Linked DNA regions of Pan troglodytes: region 1 is linked to region 2. Evidence: chromatin contacts called from public HiChIP or PLAC-seq data. All regions are on one chromosome and are shown on one strand. The core of a region is the stretch at or near the end of the contact, and the rest is flanking DNA. Distances in the headings are between cores, read along the strand shown.

Region 1 (4,732 bases), core at 1,689-4,188, 450 kb after region 2:
TCCCTTTCCACTCATAGCTGAAAGGTCAGAGGGGGAGAGTTGTGGGGAGCAAAGAATTTCCCCCAAGAAAGAGGTTCCCAGTCAGCTCCTACAGTTAGGTTAACCCCCCAACTCCTATGACTCACATGGATGTAATCTGAGGGATGAGGTTGACGCAGGCTGCTAGGCGCTTCTCCACCACGGCCCTGGAGTGAAGAGACAGTCCCATTCAGAGTACCCCATGACCCCAGTTTTTGTACTGGCAGCCCAGAGACAGGCTTCCAGAGCTGGAGAAAGGAGAAAGCAGCACTCTTCTGCCCCACCCCCAACTCTCCCTTCATGATCATCCTTTCTCGCTGCACATCGAGGTCCCTACCTGGCGATCTCCCTGGCGACCTTCTCGTTGGGGCAAGTAACAAAGGCTGCAGAGACCGAGCCCGGAACGTAGCCAGAGCCGGAATCCGAGGCCGGCGAGGGCTGGGTCGGAGGGCTTCCAGAGGCCATGGTCAGCAGGACTCGGGGTAGCAACAAAAGGCGGGAGGCCACAGGCAGCAGCGCCGGCATCCAAACAAAAGACAGGAGCAGAGAGGCCTGAGAGCAGGAGGCGAATTCGATCTCTCCTCACAAACAGCCCAGGAAATTACACCCGGGGAAGCCTTCGCTTAGATCCTCAGGCTCTGCCCTCCCTCTGATGCACCCCCGAAGAATGCCCCTGAAGGTGAAAGAGAAACTTGGAAAATAAAGCAAAAGCTCATTTCACTCACACCTCAGGGGGCCAACCTCTGGGATTTGGGGTGCGGGTAGCGGTCGAGGCTTCGAGGACCGGAAGGGGCGGGGCGGGGCCGGTCACTCACCACTCCGCCGAGCAGGACCGCGGGAGCCCGCCCCCCACTCATGCGGCCTACGCTGGTACAGGAGAGTTGATCTCAAAGGCCACACGTCACACGGAGAAACAACCCCAGGAAGAGCGGCCTCTTCTTACCTTGGTGGCAGCCACGTGATTAGAAAACAGCGCGCACCATGTGACAGTAGAAGAAGGACCACCCGCGCCTCCAGAGCCAGCCAATCCCGGCCCTATCATGGCGCGGTTTGCCCGCCTCCTGATGAGGGAGGAGCCATGGGAGACTTGACCAATCGACTACCGCATCTGCAGACGTGCGCGGAAATGGCACGCCCGTTTCCGTGTGAACCCGAAACTGCCACTTGCTGGCTGAGGAGAGCCGCTGCGGCGTTCCACTGTCACGTGAGGGGGCCGGTCCTCTTCGGCGGCGGCACTCAGTGAGTGACGCCAAGTGGCCAATCACAGGCCAGCCTCGCAGGCCACGTGAGGCGAGAGCTGGTTCCAGGAAAGGGGGGCCAGAGACCCCGCAGAGTCGATGCGTCAGGCTCTGGAGTGGGGAATCATCCTTAAACCCCACAATGTGCCTAGTGACCTCCCCTTCACTGTTTCCGAGGTCTTAAGGAGTGGGAAGGTCTGAGAAGGACCTTTCACCCCAACCTCAGGGGTTAAGAGAGCGCCCCCTGCCCTTTTAGTTGGGCAGAGATATGCCTGGGTTTGGGAATGAACAACGGTGATCTAGAAGCCCGCTGTCCCTGGGTAGCAGGGAGTGATTAGGCAGGCACGGGCATGGCAAGACAATAGCTAGGTGAGGAAAGAAGCATTTTAAAACAGAGCGAGACCCTGTGGTAGAGGATGGTGAAAATGGGGCCTAGCCATCTTAATTGAAAACCCAAAGCTTGAGACAGACTACTGAATCAGAGGGAAGGAGAACGAGGGCTGCAGGATGGGGACAGTGGTGATGGTCCTTCTGTCCCCTCTTCCCTGCCTATTCCACTCCCCAGGATTGGTCCACCTCTCAGCCTCGGGTCTCCTTTCCCTAACCCATCCCCCGAGGAGCCAGGACCTGCCCTACATAACTTCCCTGGGGCCCAAGCACATCCTGTGACCCAAAAATGGAGAGAGGGGCCAATGAGAGGCAGAGAGGTGGGAGGAGGTGCAGAGAAAAAAGCTCTTGCCACTGCCCCCACCCAATATTTCCCCTCCCTTCAAGGTCTGAGGTCATTGGTCTGGTGGTGGGGATGCCTCGGAGTTTCCCAGGCTGACGTCAGGGTTATACCTCTCCGAGGTTCTAGGGCAGGGAAGTGGGGAGGGGAGGTTCCCTGAGATCTCTGTCTTTGAGTTTGGAGTTTGTCTCTGAGATAGATTTCGGAGGGGTCTTTCAGTATTTGTGTGGAGATCTTTCTTAGGATTGAGTTTCCTTTTATGCTTCTGGTTTGGGGGGTTTCTATGTTTCAGGGTCTGTGGTCGCACTCTGAGGTCTTTCGAAGTCTTCTTCATGAATTTTGGGTCTCTGAGTTGTCCATCTCCGGACCAGCTGAAGTCTCTATCTCCCCTTAAGTCAGGAGTGTCTCTGTCTCTAAGTTATCAGTCTCTGAGATCTGAGTCTGGGGTCTCTTTCTAGGTCTGAGTTCTCTAAGCTCTAATTCTACATCTGGCTCTTTCTGAATCTGGGCCTCATTTTCTTCTGAGTCTAGGTCTCAGGTCCTGGTCCCTGAAATCATCATCTCAGGGTCTGGAGTCTAAGATGTCTGTAGGTATGGAGAACCCTTTTTAGACTGGATTTTCAGATTTTGATATGGGCTTCTCTCTCTGGGGGATCTGGGGTCGTTTTTTCCTCAAATCAGGAGTCTCTTTTCCTTTAGATTTTGGGCCTGTGTCTCAAATTAACCCACAGTAGGGGGTGGTGAAGTATCTTTCTCTGTGGGTCTAGGGTCTCTCTGTCTCAGGGTCTGGGGTCTGCATCTTTAGGACCTCTGTCTCTCTCTGGTGTGTTTTTGAGTCAGGGGTCTCTCTCTCTCTCACAATCTGGGCCTCCCGGAGTAGGGGTGGGGGCTGCAGAGTCTCTCCCTCCTCCTCCTCCTCCTGCTCTCTTCGCTCTCGCTCGCTCCCCCGCCCCCCCTCTCTCTCGGCTGCCGCTGCTGCCGTTGGCTCTTATTCTCCTCCTCCTCCTCCTCTCTCCTCCTCTCTGCTTCTCTCTGCTCCTCTCTCCTCCTCTCTCCTCCTCCTCCTCCACCTCCTCCTCCTTCTCCCCCTCTTTCTCCCCCTCTTTCTCTCTTCTTTCTCCCCCGTCCCCCCGCCCCCTCCCCCCAGGCCTGATGAGCAGGTCTCGAGCCTCCATCCATCGGGGGAGCATCCCCGCGATGTCCTATGCCCCCTTCAGAGGTACGTGGTGGGGGGAGGGGGAGGGCCATATGGGGGGCAACAGGGGGAGGGGCAGGGGGCGGGGGAGAGTCGGGGCCGAGGGAAGGGAGCGGCTGAAATGGAGGGAGAGGGGAGGACCGGGAAGGCAGGGGTGGGAGCAACCGGGAAGGAGGGATTGGAGGCCAGAGGGATAGGGGTAGATAAGGGATGGAGGGGCCAGGAAATGGGCCTTGAAAGGGGGCTGAAGGGAAAATGATGAAGGGGAAAGAAAGCGCCAGAAAGGGGTGGGAAGGTAGAAGGATTGGGTTGGGGAAAAAGCTGCAGAAATAATTTGGGGGTGGGAGCTGAGTGATGAGGAAAACATCAAGGAAATAGAGGGACAGAGTCTTGGGAGAGGGGCTAGGAAGGAGAAATGAAAACATAGGGGTGAAAAGAGAAGCCAAGAAGATGTGGGGGGAGAATTTGGTGGGGGACTCAGAGTATGGTAAGGGGCGGAAAAAGAGAGGAGGATGGAGGGAGAGAAGGGGCCAGATGGAGAGAGAGGGAGGCAGTGGGGGGTGGGGGGATGGAGGGTCCAGATGGAGGGAAGAGAGAAGAGAGAGGGAATGGTGGGGGAGGGGAGACCAGGGCAGGGGGAGGGCCAAATTATGTGTGCTTGGGGGGGTGGCAGTACAAGTAAGATTAAATGATGGGAGTAGGGGACAGGTTAGGATCCTGCCCCAGACTCTGACCCTCTCAAAGGCTCTTGACCAGTAAAATGTAACCTCTGGGGTCTTAATGCTGTCTTCACTTCATCACTTTTACCCCCTTCCCCCACCCCTCCAATCCTTATTTCCATTCCCCCTCCCTCCTCTGCTGTCCATCACCTATATCTTTCCCCCCATATGGTGTCCGTTCCTTATATGAGTCCCCCTTCTGTCCTTCCCCTATATCAGTCCCCTCTCTGGTGTTCATTGCCTCTCTCTTATCTCTTTTCTATGTGGTCGCTCCCTTATATCTCTATCGCTTCTTTACTAGTCCGTCTTGACCCCTTGTCATAGCCCCCGCATTAGGTCTGCCTCCTTTGCTCTGACACATGTCCAGTCGAGCCCTTCAGGTGTATTCCCTTGCCCCTGGGCATTTACCATCATTTCTGCCTCCTTTTCTATCTACTCCTATTATTTGTCTCCCAGACCATTCCTTGTCACCACAAGTCTGTGCCTACCCACTTTCCCTTAATACCTCAACTCTTATTATCATTTCTCTTTTCTTGTCTCCTCTACTTATTGGGGTGTTGGAGATTTGGGGTACAAAGACACAGGTTTTGATGATTAGAACAAGGGATCCCCATCTCAGCCCTTGAGGGATTTCTCATCCTAGTAAAAATTTCCCGTTTCTCAGCCATGTTGCTCTGCCTCTTGCATCTGCCTCCCAGAATCATTCTTCACCAAGTCCAGACAGTATTTTTGTGTGTGTGTGTGTGTTTCTAGAGTTGTTCCTAAGTTCCCTGCTGCCAGGAGAAAGATGCCCTCTGAAGTCTAACCTGCCTCCCTTGGCTGCAGCCTGAACCAG
Region 2 (4,878 bases), core at 497-2,996:
CCCAAGGTTTCGGGTGTCTCCAGGGTGGCCTCTTCCATCGCCTCCCTCATCCCCTCCCCCAGTCCTGAACAGTTCTGTCCTTGTGTACTGCGGGGGAGGGAACGGAAAGGAGGAAAGAGTTACTTTCCCAAATTGCAGTAGCCTCCCTGGTGACTCATGTGGGGGAAGGGAGGATAGAGGATCGGGAGGCAGTGATTTTCCGGAATGCAGGGAATAAACGAGAGCAATGTCTGGCTGCCCTTTTCCTAAGGCCTAGTATTTTCTCAGCCTCCTAAGTTTTTATTCCATGGCCGGCCCCCTGATGGGCCTCTGTCCTGGCCTGCAGAGCCCCGGTGGAGAAAAGCAGATTTGGGAGGTTGGGCCACTAGGGGGAGGGGAAAAGGCCTCTGCAAAGTTGCTGTGTCATTGCCCTCCCTGCTGCAGCCACCCAAACGGGGCCGCTTGTACTTTTGGGGGCCAGGGCCTGATCCCTGGCTGGGGGAAGGGGACTCTGCTCTCCTGACGCTCATTTTCCCCCGCCCTCCCGGGGTTTGCCCTACTCCGGGGGTCAGAAGACAGGAGATTGGCGGCCATTTTAGACGCAGTAACCGAGGCTACTGCAGAGGAGGGAGGGTGGCGTGGTTGCAGCTCAAGGACCTAGGCCCTTACGAGCCCTTCCCGGGCGAGGGGGAATCTTACCGTATATTTATTTGTTTACCTACGTTGATTATTTTTCCCAGATACGTACACAAGTTTGTTTTCTCCCTGGTAGCGAAGAAAGGGGAAACGGGGGAGGGGACGCCCCACCAAAGCCCAGGTTTTCTCGGGTGGGGGAAATCCTTTCACTCTCTTGTAAGGGGGCGGGGACGGCCCCAGAGATGCTCTGGAGATCCTGATCTCTGGGCTCTGGTTGATTCACAGAGTCTGCACCCTTATTTAGATAACCAAGTTAGGAGGAAGACTTAAGAGTAAGTTGGGGGGAGGGGGCGAAACTGAGCTCCCAAAATGGCTCCTGCCCCTCCTCGGAGGCGGACGGCCGGGGGGAGGGGAGGAGGGGAGGAGGGGGAGGGCTAGTCTGAGCCGCAGCCGCCGCCTCCTCCGCTCGCCCTCCTCCCTGGCGCTGACCGATGGACCAGCCGCTCCGTGGGGAGGACTCCGGACCCTGGTGGGGGGGCGGGGGGGTTCTTTCGCCCCCGTGGCGGAGGGCCCCTAAGAGGCGGATACGGGTCTGCCCTTGGGGGTAATGTGGCGTGTGGGGGGAAAGGTCCGAGCTCGCCTGGAGGGGGAGGGTTTTTCCCTTAAGTCATCCCTCCCAGGACTTGCTTTTTCTGCTCTGAGCCGGACGCCGGAATGGAGTTTTGAGGAAGAGGTGAGGTGTGTTGCATTGTATAGGGTAGATGGATGCGTTTGGGGATTTTAATCCCACTTTAGGGTTGCTGAGGTTTTTTCGAACGAGCAGAAATGTATTGGTAACTGTAGGTGTGAGTGGGGAGGGATTAGAAAGGTGCTTGGACGTGCAAATTTGGGAGACGTATTTTAGCTTTTGTGGTCTTTGGGACTAAACAGTAGTAAATAATGTTTTGCTCGTCTTTCCATCGTTTGGCTTGAGGGAGGGAGTGGAGTATTATAAGACTCTGGCAAGACTGTGTTTTAGACTGTGGGGCATGGGAACGTTAGATCCCCTCATCGCCGTTCTGAAGCCCGTAGCTGTTCGCCATAGAGGAGCAGGCCGCGGCTTCTAAGATGGCGTCTTTTTCCTCGTTTCAGATTCTTCGCTGCTGCTGCCTTACCGCCGAGAACCACCACCCGCCGGGCGTCTTGCGGCCACACCCCTGGCGGGCTCAGGCAGGCTACGCCCACGCGACCCCTCCCGTTTCCCTGCTCTGGCCAATGGAGGAGCTACGAATGGCACGACCTGCTCGAGCTTGGCAGTCTCCAGTTGGGCTGTGCATGGAAGCTTGGGAAGACTTTGTTGGAAGGGGAGGCGGGGACAGAGTGCTGGAGGCTCTGGGGCGATGGCTTCCGCACCTCTTCCAACCACCCTCTTTCCCTGGAGTCGGCGGACCACAGCTCAGCCAATTGGCTTGGAGATGTGGCGGGTTGCCACTTCCCTGTGGGTCTCTGCGGCACTCTTCTGCCTGGTGACTGACACCTTGGAAATGAAGTTTATGACGTCATCGTTGCGGCTGGCCAATAGAAAAAGCTCCCGCGGAGAGGTGTTCCTTCCCCTTCGACTCAGCTTCTTCACCCGCGTGAGCGAGCGCGCGCGCGCGGAGGGGGTGGGGAAAATCTCAAGCAGGGTGGCGCGCATGAGCGGCGAAGCTCCTCCTCCCCGCCTATATATAAAGGGCTGGCGCGGGGCTCGGCGGCGCCATTTCGTGCTGGAGTGGAGCAGCCTCTAGAACGAGCTGGAGGATTCTGCCTACCGATACAGAGCCTTCGAGTCGTCCGGGGCCGCCATTACAATCCACCTCCATCCACTTGGAAATGGCCTTCGTCCCGGCCTATGACTGGTCCCAGCGGGCAGTACAGACCCCATAGAAGCCCCTGGAGCTCCCCTTTTTCGGGCCCCGCCCAGTCCTCGGAGTCTGTCCACCCCCTCTACTCCGCCCTCAAGAGGATTTCAAAGATGGAGGCGGCGGCTCCCTAAACCACTTTTCGTGTTCATCCGCCTCCATCCGAGATCGAAACGGGACCTCGTCGGCCCCGTAGGGTCCCGACAAGAAGAGGGAATCCCTGCAGACCAACAGCGGGCTATATTGACGACGGTGTCTGAGATCGGGGACCGTCTTTTGAAGTCAGTCCCTCCTTAGTTGCCCGCCTCAGCTGAGGCCGCCGCCATTTTCTTGCTGTCCGCCGTCTGCAGAGCGCGCCAAGCTGCCCGGAGCTCTCCGAGAGGCCCCAAAGAGACTGCTTTCGTGCCGGCCAGGCAGGGGGTTTGTCGCCTGGAGGCCCAAGAGGAACGGCCTCCCCCCAACTTAGCGGGTTATGCTGGACCGGGCGGTGAGGGGAACCGAGGCCACCCGGACTTTCCGCGGCTGAGGGCAGCGCCGGTTCCCTGCGGTCAAGATGCTGCAAAACGTGACTCCCCACAACAAGTACGTTTCCGCGAGCCGCGTGTGGGAAGGGGATGTTGCAGGGCGGCGGCACAGGGGTGTGGGGCGCCGTGTTGGGAGTACGGAGCGGCCCCGGCGCGCTGCTGTTGCGGCGCAGCTGTCGACTCGGCCGCGCGGAGGGAATTGAGCGACGGTTTTGGAACGGTGGTGGCGGCTCGGCTACTGCTCGTGGAGGGGAATACAGGTTGTCAATTTATACACTATTAATGCCGCCGTGGCCCAGTCTTAACCGAGTCAGGCAGAGCTAGTTTGACGGTGGAGTGTAGTGAGGGTGGACAGCAGGTCTGGCGTTTGATGGGTCTGGTATCTAGCGGCGGTCTGTTAGCCTTTTAGGGGGGATTCACGGACACCTCTAGCGCCCTGTAGGGTTGCCATGGTGACGGAGCGCTTAAGGGAATGGCAACGGGGATTCCCAGAGAAGGGTAAAGAGATCACTCTCCCGTGTGTGCAGGTTCCTAATGCCCAGGGCATGTCATTAAATCTTTTGCTTTCTTTGGGTGGGTGGGTTGTGTGTGGTGTTTGTTGGTGCAGGGATTGTTTCTTCCTAACATTAAAAGTTTGATTCAGGGCAGGAGGGTAGAGCTAAGGTTCCTAGTTCAGCTCTGCGATGTAAACAATGAGATTCCCATATGATGTCTTAATTCTTAGGTGGTAGGAAACACTGATCGGAGGAGCACCAGAGGGACTGTAAATGAACCACTGTTAGCGTTTGGTGTCCGGAGTTGGTGCTACAGGGGGAACTGGTAGTGGAATCGTGTTGTGTAGTGGGTGGGTGGAAGGGGGCTATCACTTGGTGACCTTGACTGTTTTGTGTGGCTTTTTGACTTCCTTGGAGTGAGGAGACTTTGATTTGGTGCGAATAATTTTGAGGGCCTGGAAGTTTCGGGCTGTGAAGTCTGACAAATTCTTCCTTGTCTGAATTTGTTTTTAAGTTGATATGGTTCTTCTTCTGGGTTTCTAGTCTATGTTCTGTTGTGGCGTGAACTACCCAGACCTTGTGGAAGATGGTGCTCTCTCTTCTATCTAGGTGGATTATTCTGTGTCTTATCAGCATTTTATGGAATTTTTTATAGCCATAATTTGTTCTTTTCCTCCTTACCGGCGCTCAACCACCATGGCAACCACCAAAACCCCTAGTGAGGAGGAAGCTTGGGGTTTGAGTTTCTTAACTCCACCCATTTTGCTTAAGCCCCATCCCCATAGGGCTGCAGTTCTGAGATGTCGTGCCTTGTCAGAAACAATTTGGGAGTTTTTTGAAATATGAAAAAGAACAGATAGAGCCCATCAGACTTAAGAAGGTGGGGTCTAGATAGTATACTAAAAATATTAATAAAAGGAAGGTGGGGCCAGCAATAAAAGCTCCACAGATTGTTTGGATATTGTTTCTGCTTAAGAAGCACTTGGCATAAGCTTAACCACCTCACTAGGGCCAGCACCTGGATTCATCAGACTATTGTGCAGATGCACTTTTTCCTCATTTGGACGATATTGCCCTAATTTTGTTTCCCATCTTTACAGGCTCCCTGGGGAAGGGAATGCAGGGTTGCTGGGGCTGGGCCCAGAAGCAGCAGCACCAGGGAAAAGGATTCGAAAACCCTCTCTCTTGTATGAGGGCTTTGAGAGCCCCACAATGGCTTCGGTGCCTGCTTTGCAACTTACCCCTGCCAACCCACCACCCCCGGAGGTGTCCAATCCCAAAAAGCCAGGACGAGTTACCAACCAGCTGCAATACCTACACAAGGTAGTGATGAAGGCTCTGTGGAAACATCAGTTCGCATGGCCA

What was found. HiChIP or PLAC-seq counts read pairs in DNA pulled down with a chosen protein or histone mark.
Region 1: a contact with region 2 is called in an H3K4me3 HiChIP or PLAC-seq map of stem cell-derived excitatory neurons, with 3 times the contacts expected there. The contact joins the promoter of SYNGAP1 here to the promoter of BRD2 in region 2. A contact is called at or near these places in 1 of 7 Hi-C or Micro-C datasets (stem cell-derived neural progenitor cells) and 1 of 1 datasets of contacts at active chromatin or transcription factors (stem cell-derived excitatory neurons).

What each region holds. Positions count from the first base shown.
Region 1 is chr5:39,303,705-39,308,436 of NHGRI_mPanTro3-v2.0_pri, forward strand. It overlaps SYNGAP1 (synaptic Ras GTPase activating protein 1), which reads left to right and starts at 2,939. Exons shown (of 19, transcript XM_009451033.4): 1 at 2,939-3,202. The coding sequence starts at 3,136. CUTA (cutA divalent cation tolerance homolog) reads right to left here and starts at 1,071. Exons shown (of 6, transcript XM_001171068.5): 1 at 962-1,071; 2 at 356-570; 3 at 126-185; 4 at 1-17. The coding sequence starts at 1,060.
Region 2 is chr5:38,850,831-38,855,708 of NHGRI_mPanTro3-v2.0_pri, forward strand. BRD2 (bromodomain containing 2) reads left to right here and starts at 1,747. Exons shown (of 13, transcript XM_063812858.1): 1 at 1,747-3,077; 2 at 4,614-4,878. It overlaps LOC129144363, which reads left to right. Exons shown (of 3, transcript XM_063813264.1): 3 at 1,747-2,396. The coding sequence ends at 2,381.